2 separate regions of the Sus scrofa genome follow, and region 2 is linked to region 1. Evidence: chromatin contacts called from public HiChIP or PLAC-seq data. All regions are on one chromosome and are shown on one strand. The core of a region is the stretch at or near the end of the contact, and the rest is flanking DNA. Distances in the headings are between cores, read along the strand shown. Region 1 overlaps LOC106505661 (a long non-coding RNA gene). Region 2 holds the start of BHLHE40 (basic helix-loop-helix family member e40).

Region 1 (5,106 bases), core at 692-3,191:
TCAAGAAACTGTAACATTAGCACACAAATTCTATAACAACTGTATAAAATACAGAAATGAAAAGATGAAAATAAATGAAAAAGTCAAGCCCTGGAATACCTCATGTGCTTTCAGTAATAAATTCTAAAATTATTATTCACAGATAATATCAACCAAATGGCCAGTTTTTCCAATAAGGATCTACCTGTGGGCAGCCCACTGACAGCCCACCTGTCAGTCACTTAAGGAGGTCAGGATCAATCAGTTACCTGTGCATATCTTGGATGCAAGGGATCACGTAGAGCATACCACGGTAGGCTTACAAAAAGCTAGTCACATTCTCCCAAAGCGTGCTGAATGACAAACAGACCACAAACAGAAACTATCACTGGCATTAAGGGACAAGATCCAGCTGGTTTTCTTTATTCCTAATCTCAGTTTCAGCTGCAGGTTTTTTCCAGAAAAAAAAAAAAAAAAAAAAAAAAAAAACAACAAACTAGTTTGATTTACTCAACACTCTGCAGAAGTCAGGGTGTGGTCATCCTCTAAATATTACAAATGGATTTTCCCTGAACTCTTGCAGCAACAGGATCTTAAAGTGGTTACTGGTAGGAAAAGGTGACATTAAGGTCAAAAATGTCTCAAAAAAAGAATTAACAATAGTTTATAAGGACCACCCTAGTGACAATGGAGGTAGGGGTGGGTATTATTGAGACCAGGAAGCTAACACAGTACAGAACACGAATATTTTTCAAGCCTTCAACAGAGAGCCACACTAACAGTTGAACATCTGCTTTTTTGCCAGCTCTCCTGTTGAGTACTGACAAGTTTATTCCAAATTAATCCAGTACACTAATAACTGCCCCAAATGCAGATCAATCAAGTTTCCTTCTTCATCATCAGAACAGGACTTAATGTAAGAGTGAATTCAGAAAAATCAATGTTTCCTAGCCTTTCTAAAACACTACCAACTAAAAAGACGGGGAAAGGAAGCCTGAGGAAGCCTTTTCTAAGGCAAGACAAGGATCAAAGGGAGTGTGCTTAATCAATTAATCATCATATCCCTTTTCCCTAGCCGGTCGGAGAGGAACTGGATTCTGTTCTCCAGCTATGCCCCCTGAGTCGCATGGTCTGTGTTTGCACCTCTGGACCTCCTGGCTGCTCTGAAAGATACCCTTGGCACTGACTGAAGCCTGGAACTCGTGTTGTGAGCCCACCACGTGCCAGGGACGACGCTTGGCACTCCACACTCCCTCGTTACCTGTGAAGCACATTCTGTGCGCTGATGAGGAAGCCGAGGCTGGAGCCCACGCAGGCAGTGCGGCCAAGCCACCAGGAGGGGCGCACTCCGGGCCCTGGCGCTACACCACCGCGGAACTTCCATCTTGCTCAGAGCCGCCACTAGGCACCCGGCTCCCTGAGGGCAAGGGCGTGACTTGGATGCTCAAAAAACTCACTAGGCACGTAGTGGTTGTGACGTGAACTCTTCTTCGCGGCCACTCTCAGGCCACAAGCCCTCTACAAGAGTGGGGAAACCGAGGCCAGGCTAAGTGACGCCAGAGGACTCAAAGCCGGCAGCGGGCAGAGAGGCCTCGAAGGCTGAGGTCTGCGAACTTCAACGTTCTGTCTGGTTTACTCGGCTCTAAGATGCCGCAGACTTTCAGGGAAAGGGGCCTGGGCGCGGACGCTTCCCTCCCGGATCGTTTTCCCGTCAGCAGCCTCGGTCCACAGGAGAAAGCGGCGGCCAGCCCTACTCTACGGCCCCACCCGCCATCAGCTGCAAGGCACCGCGCCAGGAGTACGTTGCCTATTCCCAGGCACTCCCTCCCCCGCCTTCGCTCCCAGCCCCGCTCTGCGCCTGCGCGCAGGGGCCCTTGGGACCGTGGGCCCGTGGGCCAGCTGCTCACGCGGGCCTCCACCTGGCCCTCCACCTGGCCAGGCCAACGCCAATGGCAAGGCGGGACCTCGCTCTCGCCCCGCCCCTCGGGGCCCCGCCCCGTCGAGGGAGAGCTGGAGCCTAGGCTCGCGCCTGCACCTCCCGCCCCGCCGCGGGCTTTGCCGCTCTCTCTGTGCGCGTGCGCGCGGTAGGGGTTTGGATGGGGTCAGAACGCGGTTGAGCTGCTGAGGCCGCGAGTTATTTTGGAAGGCGGGGAGGCGGGGCAGGTCTGGATGGGAGAGGAGGCGTTTCCTCTGAAAAAGAAAAAAGTGGGTGTCGTGGGCTGCACTCAATGCCCTTTTGGCGTCGTCAAAGGGAAGTCAGAACTGCTCCGGATTTTCCCATTTTATGTCTAAATCACTCGAACCCCAACTAAGTCCTTCATGTAAGAACATCAGGGGTTCCTGAAGAGTGGCACACGCTGCAGTAATGATCGTCTCCAGGGCGCTCTGAGCCAAGTTTCATCTCCCAGTAGGAGTAGTAAGCCCAGAGATGAAGTCTCACCTGAGGGCACCCACCGGCAGTAACCTGCTCTAGAGGCTAGTCCAGGGCAGGCCTAGAACTTCACCGATGCTTAGACTACTGCCATTAATTTAACCCAATTATAGGTATTATTTGTACACCGCGAAGTTATATTTGAAATACGAAGTATGTGTGTTATGTCAGTTTTGTGTGTCATACACCAAGGATCCCTCAAGCCACATTTCCCTTGAGGACTAGAAGCTTTTCGTTGTTTCTAACACTAGGAAGAAAGTGTCATAGCCTCTGGTAAGATGGAATGTTACTGATACAGGACTTAAGTGAATATATGTCCCCATTTGTCATATTTGGCAGCAGATAGCTGCGCTTGATTATGAGTTCCCATGGACAGTTTTTTAGGTTGGTATCTGGATGCAAATACTATCCAGATCTGCTACTCTACCCCAAATTTCATTTTCTTGTCCATATAGAATGGGGGAAAGATTAAGGAACAATGGGAATTGAATATATAATGAAAAGCATTACTGACTGGAGATCTTAAATTTCTGGTTCCTCTTTGCCACCCTCTTCCCCAAAGATTTTTAGAACTTGGTAACTGTTCACGGATTGATTTTTAATCACATCTTTCTTCATAACATTTGAAAGAATTTCTTTCCTTCATTTGGCTTTGTGGGGCCTAAACTGAATTTTTGAGGAGATGGAAGCCCTGGAAATAGGCTGTGAGGGGAGACAGTGTGAATTATTAAGGAAACAAGGATAAGAAGATCCTAGTTTATGGAGATAACAGCAAGAGCTGAGAGAAGGGATAAACACCAAAAAATTAATTGGGTAGCAGATCTAGCAGATGGTAATCTATGTTCTAGTTGTAATGATAAGCTACGTTCTTGAGCATAAGGATTTGTATATCACTTATGGTGACCAAAAAAATAAATAAATAAATAAATACCATTTCTTCATTTGTATTTATTGTACAATGAAGAAATACCATTTCTTCATTGTACTTTATTGCCAGAACTCCTGAGAGTTCTGGCAATAAAGTACAAAAGACGTAGGGACGGGGTAAGAGCTTAGTGCCAGAAAGATCTCAGTTTTACTGTTCTACCACATCCCACATGGAAAATTAAGGACTTTGATAAAGGAGTAATTGAACTGGGTAAGGTGCACAAGATTCTGCCTGTATCTGGATGCTGTTGTGGAAATTTCTGAGGCAGATAGAGCCAGTAACGGCTCAACTGCTATGTCTACCTTAGGACAGCAAATGGGAAGGCACCTGATAACTTCCTGAATAATGAGCTCTTTATGGTAGAGACCCTGTGCTCAACCTACCACAGAGCTTATCCTTATACCCAACCTCCCAATTACTGATCAAAGATCTAGTTCTAGGGGACCTTTTGGCAACTTGTAGTTCTCCCGAAATGAAGATTTTTGAGAATACTTGCCGAAGGAATTGCCTATTTCGAAAGTATAAAGTCCATGGTTGAAGATTTTTTAAAAAAACAAAACAAAACAAAAAATCCAGTTCACTTTAGGGTTCTCTCCTTTCAACAGGTTTGGATTGTTCAACACAATGGTTATAGACATATATTCAATTGGCTAAATTATTTTGTCAAATCCTAGTTCCAGGATCCCTACTCCATCTCCTTTCAGAGCTCTTATGCTTCCTTCTCCCTGTAAAAGATAGTATACCTAGCTGTAAAACCCAACAGCATTTTGATTTCCCACCCCCTGAGGCTAAGGAAGAGGAAGAGGTGGAAAGGAAAATAGGTTGTAACAGGAGCAAAGTCCTGAAGATAGAAGAATAGCCTCAGAAGCTGAGATCATGTGATGAGTGATTAGGGGGATGTCACAAGTCTAATTGGCCAGTCCAGAGATAAAGGTTAAACTCAGGCTAACTCAGAAGAGAACAATTGGATAATTCATTAATTGTGTTTCTGTTTACATACCCTCCTGCCCTCACCTTCTAGGCTAATGTAGGTTTTATCTTGATTAGAGGCAAATTTTTGGAACCAGATAGGTTCTCCAGCTTATGGCTCATTCTCCTCACCTGGCATATGAACAAACTGGTTAAGCATTAACAGGTGACTTGGCCAACACCACGCAGCTAGTTAATGGCAGAGCTAGGATTAGAACCACTCTCTCCCTCTTCAGAACCAGATCCTCTTCCTGTTTGTCTCCAAAATGGCCATCAATTTCTTCCCAACCTGTATGTGCATGACACGCCATCCATCTACAGGTGGAGTCTCTTTCCCCTCCCCTTGACTTGATTCGTGACTCCATTTAGCCAGTAGGATGCAGTGGGAGTGACATTCTTGGACTTTCAAGCTCAAGACCTGAGAGGTGTGTCTGCTTCCCCTTCCCCCACTGGGAAGGCAGCCTTCATGCATCAAAGAAGCTTGGGTTAGACTACTGTGTGATGTGACAAAACACATGGGTGAAGAGGCCACATAGAAGACAGCAGACACATGAGGGAGGCCTTCTTGGACCTTCCAGCCCAACCCAGCCACAACTGAAGGCAGCTGAGTGAGTGACTGCCACCAAATCACATGCAGCAGAGGACCTATCCAGCTGAACTCTATCTACTTCCCAGCCCAGAGAGTCGTAAGAAGTAGACAACTAAAGGACCCCTACATCCTGTGCCTTACTCTGTTCACTTTATTATCATAATTAAGAAATCAGGATGTTAGACTATGGTTAGGTTTCAGAAGACTATC
Region 2 (5,106 bases), core at 803-3,302, 89 kb after region 1:
CTTCCCCAACACCCACCCACCCAAACTGCACTCTAGGCTAATCTTCACGGGTCTCACCCCATCTTTTTCAAGCCTTCCCACAGCCAGGTCACTCAGCAGCGGGGTGACTGACCCGAGGCGCAGTGGGAAAGGCTTACAGTCATCTCTCAACTCCCCGAACTTGCAGGGCAGGGCAGCGTAGAGGTCAGTGAAATCCCCAGCCAGGCCTTATTTTAGTCATGAATTTCCACTGGCTCCCTCCTCTGACTGCATCAGCGATGCTCACGCCGCGCGCTTGGAGTTTCAGCTGTTTTCCTTGCTCCAGGCTGAGTTAGAAGGTCACAGAGGCCGGACTTTTCCGGGGAAGGTAGGTGGGGGCCTCAGGCGACCTAAGTGAAATTGCGGAGATCTCGGGCCGCTGGGAAGAGACCTTTCTGCCCCAAGCTCCGGGCAGTGTGTTAACTTCTCATCCCTCCTCTACCCAGGCGTCTTGGTTAGCATTAAATACCATTTTTAGTAGGAAACCCCCCAAAACAAAAACACTTTATCTTTTTTTCCTCTGTCCACCAATGGCACCGATATCGTTTTCCAGGGCTGCCTTGCCCAAGGTATTATCTTCCCAGAGGTTCCTGTAAATTCAAGGGCAGAATCTGCGTTGGATTCCCCCACGGTGTGTCTAGCAACGGGGACAATGCCTGGCACAGGGTAGGGAAGTCAACAAATGCGTGTAGAATGAATGAATGCTAAGATGTCACTGTGAAGGGCAGATAGTTTTTCCTAGTCTCTCTCCCTTTCCTCCATCTCCGGGTGAGGATCCCACACGGCACCGCCGAAGTTCCCGGAGGGAGGGAGACGGCAGACTCCGGCGGGCCACACCGGCCCGGGGCTCTCCGTCCCCCGGTCTGGGCAGAGGGGCTCGAAGTCGGGGACGCTGCGGCCCGAGCTCCGGCCACGTGAAGTGTCACGCCCCGCGCTGCTGCAGGGCAGGCGCCGCCGCCACGGTTGTGTAACGTTGCAGCCCGAGGGGAGGCGACCCGAGCGCCTCCGCTCCGGTGGGGGCAGAGAAGGGAGGGAACGCAGGGCTCCGCGCCGGGTATCTTTCTGTGCTTGACTAGTCCAAGGCGCGCGGGGGGGGGGTACTCTGGAGCACCCTGGGGGGTGGGCAAGTGGGTGCCCGCCAGCGCTCAGGCTGTGCCCGGGAGCGGAACTCCGGGGGAGCCAGGGGCCCGCCGCACGCAGCCTCTCGGATCAGGTGCGCAGAGCGTGCTCGGCGGCGGCCTCGGCTGCCCCTGCGCTTGGCTGCCAGCCCGCTTCCCATGGGGTGACATCCGCCCCGCCCCTCGGCCCCTCCCCACGTCGGGCGATTCCTGGACTCTGGGCTGGAGGGTGGGGGCAGGGAAGCCGGCACCGAAAGAAACCCCAGCCCCTGGGGAAGGCAGGGGGGCCGGGCGACTCCCTCGGCTGAGCGCTGGTTCCTCCGAGCGGACCGCGCGGGGGGAGGAGGAAACGGGTTGGGCTGGAGCGAGCGAGGGGATATTCCTCTCCCGGCTTGAGTCAGAGGCGGGCGGATCCGTCCTCCCCCTTCCCTCCCAGGAGACGGGAACTTACTTCATTTCCCTGGGGCAGGTTCGCCCACGTTACCAACCTCCCCTCCCTGCCCCCCCCCCCCGGCTCCCCGGGCCCTTCCAGCTTCCGCGCCCCCCACCCGGCTGGGCAGGACCCAGGCCGCGCTGCCACCCCCTCTTCGGGGAAAGGCAGCCGCAGACACCTGGGGGCCGGAGCTGGGGGTGGGGGCTCCCTCGCAGCCGCGGGAGCGTTGTCCAACACGTGAGACTCATGTGATGAAGCCGGGGGAGGGCGGGCAGGTCGCTCCTTCCCTCCCCGGCAGCGGCCAGACGTGCCTGGAGTCACAGGGTAGAACACGTAGCTCCAACCCACCCACTCGCTCCCATTTAACCCAGCCCGCAGCCTCTCCATTACTCCTCGGCTCGTTCTCCCCCCACCCCCCCACTCCACCCTAACCGCCCCCCCCCCGCTCCCTCCCGCCTCCCCGCCCGCCCCACTTCTCATTCACTTGGCTCGCACAGCGCAGACGGCGCAGGGAGCACACATCGCCAGTCTGTGCGCAGAGCCTGAGCCAGAAGCCGCGGGGACACCATGCACGCCCCCAACTGAAGCAACACCTCAAAGCCGAAGCTCCGGGCAGCCGGAGGATTTCAGGGAGCTCAGACTCAGAGGAACTCCTGAGGAGAGACCCCTCGAAACCTCTCCAGGACAGTCCTCACCGGACTCTCTGCCACTGCAGACAGGAGCGCACAGTGGCCCCGGCTCGCCGCGCCATGGAGCGGATACCCAGCGCGCAGCCGCCCCCCGCTTGCCTGCCCAAAGCACCAGGACTGGAGCCTGGAGACCTACCAGGGTAAGTTGACACCCCCGGCCCCTTCAAGCCTCAACTCCAGTCCTGCGTTCTGAGCGACTTTCAACTCGGAATCGCTCTGGGCGCATATGCGGGTTCATGCCCGCCAGGGTTCCTGCAGCGGGTGCGCAGGCAAAGTCACGACCCTTCTTCGTCCCTCTCCCTGCAGGATGGATTTTGCCCACATGTATCAAGTGTACAAGTCGAGGCGGGGAATAAAGCGGAGCGAGGACAGCAAGGTAAGGGCCCCGGACCCCTGGGGACCCCAGCCCCTAGCACGCACTGAGTTCCCAAGAAAACTTTTCTCACTTTGAGGTTGGAGGGGGTATGCAAGGTGCGGGGTCCGTGCCTGGATGGCTTGGAGAAGAAGGTAGTTCTGGGTGTGACTCTGTTCATTTGCCCCTACTCTTCTCGCGCCGCGGGGTAAGGGAGGAAAAGGGCTTCTCATCCTCCTCCTCCGGAGCCCACCATTTCCCCGTGCGCCTTGCAGGAGACTTACAAACTGCCGCACCGGCTCATCGAGAAAAAGAGACGTGACCGGATTAACGAGTGCATCGCCCAGCTGAAGGATCTCCTCCCCGAACATCTCAAACTTACAGTAAGTGAGAAGCTGGCCCTTCTCCAAACCAGCTCCTTTGCCCAGAGGGCGGTCGGGGGTCACTCGCCGCCTGCAGGTCCCGCCGGGAACTGCAGGCCAGACGGCTGGATTCGAGCTGCTGGGTGGCTATTTGGGGTACACTTCCCCAGTCCTCAGAATTTTCTGGCAGCCTCATGCAAATAAGGTGAAAACCGTTTGTATTTCTCCAGTTGGCACCAACACCGGCTGGCCTTCCTTTGCAAGAGTTTAAGGCTCACCGTTCTGGTGATTTTCAAGGTTCTCTTGATTTCCTAACTTGAGCAAACCAAGCAACCTGCAATTTTTCTTAACCTCTTTCCTCCCCATCTCTTTTTAAAATGAGAGGACTTGTTTGGGTGTGTGATTTTTTTTTTTTTTTAAACATCCTGTCCTTTCTTGGCAATGGTCAACAGCTTACTAGCTTGACAGCCTTTGGTTGGGGAAAGGGAAAAAAAAAGAAGTATTTAGGGGGAAGAAAAAACTTAGATGAACTGGAAGTTATGACAGGGTGTCAGGAAAGAAACTAGGGAAAGCCTCTTGGCTGCCAGACACAGTAGAAGTCCTTCCTCGGGTTGACACCACTGCAGAGAAATGTAATCTTCGGATTCCCCTGAGTTAAGGTCAGCAGAGGCTGCTGGAAAAATTTATCTGTCAGAGCTTTCTCCTGAGGTAGCTGCTGCTTCCAAAATGCCTCCAAAGATGGGTGACACTCATTTGTTGTTTTTTAACTAGTTTTTTTTTAATAATTATATATATATATATTTTAAACATCTATAAACTTAAAATGAAATTTAGCCAACCAGGAAAGGTTGTTTTTGTTTTTTTTTCCCTTTAGAGACATCTCTCATTGCTAATAAGGGTCCCAGAGGTGGGACTTCTCTGAGCTCCCTGCTGACTGAGGCTCTTTTTATTCCAGACTTTGGGTCACTTGGAAAAAGCAGTGGTTCTTGAACTTACCTTGAAGCATGTGAAAGCACTAACGAACCTAATTGATCAGCAACAACAGAAAATCATTGCCCTGCAGAGCGGTTTGCAAGCTGGTGAGTTCCTGAGCCTGGCTATCTCCTAAGAGTTCTAGCACAAATGGAGAGCCTGTGGGCTCAACATCTGACATAAGAAACATTCCTGCAACAAACTGCTTATGCACATTCACTGGGGAAGATGCTGTTTTATCTTTCCTAAAAGGTCAGACTTTTCATTTGGGAGGCTGCTATGTGCCACCTGGCATGAATACGTATTAGTCAAACGGTAAAATATTTCTGTGGCATTTTGGCTTAAAGAGTTTCTAGGTTCTGGGAGTTTTCCCCCCCTTCCTTTCAAAATGCCAAGGCACCTATAATTTGCATCGTGGGTGTTTTACAGTTAGTCTTCTTAGCCCTGTTTCATTGGAGAATAAAATCATGGGTATGCCCCAGTGTTTTCCTGTGTCTCTACTTCCTTATCACATGGTGTGTGGTATGATCCTGGCAGGATGACAGCAGGAGTTTTTCCTGCATTTCATGTGGTTCCCTGAATAGCCACTAGGTATCTTGGTGAATTACACAATCTCACGAAACCACTGAAGTTTCATCATGTTTCTCCTGACTTCCAGAGAATCACAATCACCTTCCAGAGAATCACAATCACGTCTCGTCTCACTCTTTCCAGATAATATTGTACACACCAGGGAGAAATTCTTCTATCCAATCCCTCATTCCTTTCCTCTCTGCCCCTCTTTCCAAACTGTTATGATGAGAGTCACAAGAACCTAGCAGGTGCTTCTGCCAGTTTCCTTGTTGAAAATAAGAAGATGATCCTACCTAATTTCTTGGGGATCGTGGATAGAATACAGGGGAAAGACTGAGGAATGGCCTTTAAAGATTACAGCATGCCTGCCCCTTGTATAAATCATTGAAAATAAGCGTACTTCAGGTGACAGTGTTCCTTCATTCTCATGACTATCTGGTCTCTGTCCATCTTGCTATGGTAAGACTGATGTTCTACAAATTGACTCTAGCTATACACATACTAGGTCGTTCTTTGCTGTGTCGCTTACAATGAAAAAGCAAGCACAACCTATAAATTCAACAATAGGGGAAATAGTCTGTTTCTATTA

What was found. HiChIP or PLAC-seq counts read pairs in DNA pulled down with a chosen protein or histone mark.
Region 2: a contact with region 1 is called in an H3K27ac HiChIP or PLAC-seq map of alveolar macrophages. The contact joins the promoter of BHLHE40 here to the enhancer-like site in region 1. A contact is called at or near these places in 1 of 5 promoter capture datasets (liver), 19 of 47 Hi-C or Micro-C datasets (alveolar macrophages, brain, embryonic fibroblasts and 8 more) and 2 of 2 datasets of contacts at active chromatin or transcription factors (alveolar macrophages and skeletal muscle).

What each region holds. Positions count from the first base shown.
Region 1 is chr13:61,437,485-61,442,590 of Sscrofa11.1, forward strand. It overlaps LOC106505661 (a long non-coding RNA gene), which reads right to left. Exons shown (of 12, transcript XR_002337646.1): 7 at 249-5,106. Among named protein-coding and RNA genes, the nearest start is that of BHLHE40, 88 kb to the right of the region's middle. Within about 2 kb of position 1,942, at least 70 of the 83 cell types and tissues checked have an H3K27ac peak or open chromatin away from gene starts, as enhancers often do. A contact at or near this core is called in alveolar macrophages, brain, liver and 5 more, where this site is marked.
Region 2 is chr13:61,525,960-61,531,065 of Sscrofa11.1, forward strand. It overlaps BHLHE40 (basic helix-loop-helix family member e40), which reads left to right and starts at 2,053. Exons shown (of 5, transcript NM_001245010.1): 1 at 2,053-2,398; 2 at 2,565-2,634; 3 at 2,886-2,993; 4 at 3,928-4,051. The coding sequence starts at 2,319. It overlaps LOC106505661 (a long non-coding RNA gene), which reads right to left and starts at 2,879. Exons shown (of 12, transcript XR_002337646.1): 1 at 2,705-2,879; 2 at 2,395-2,558.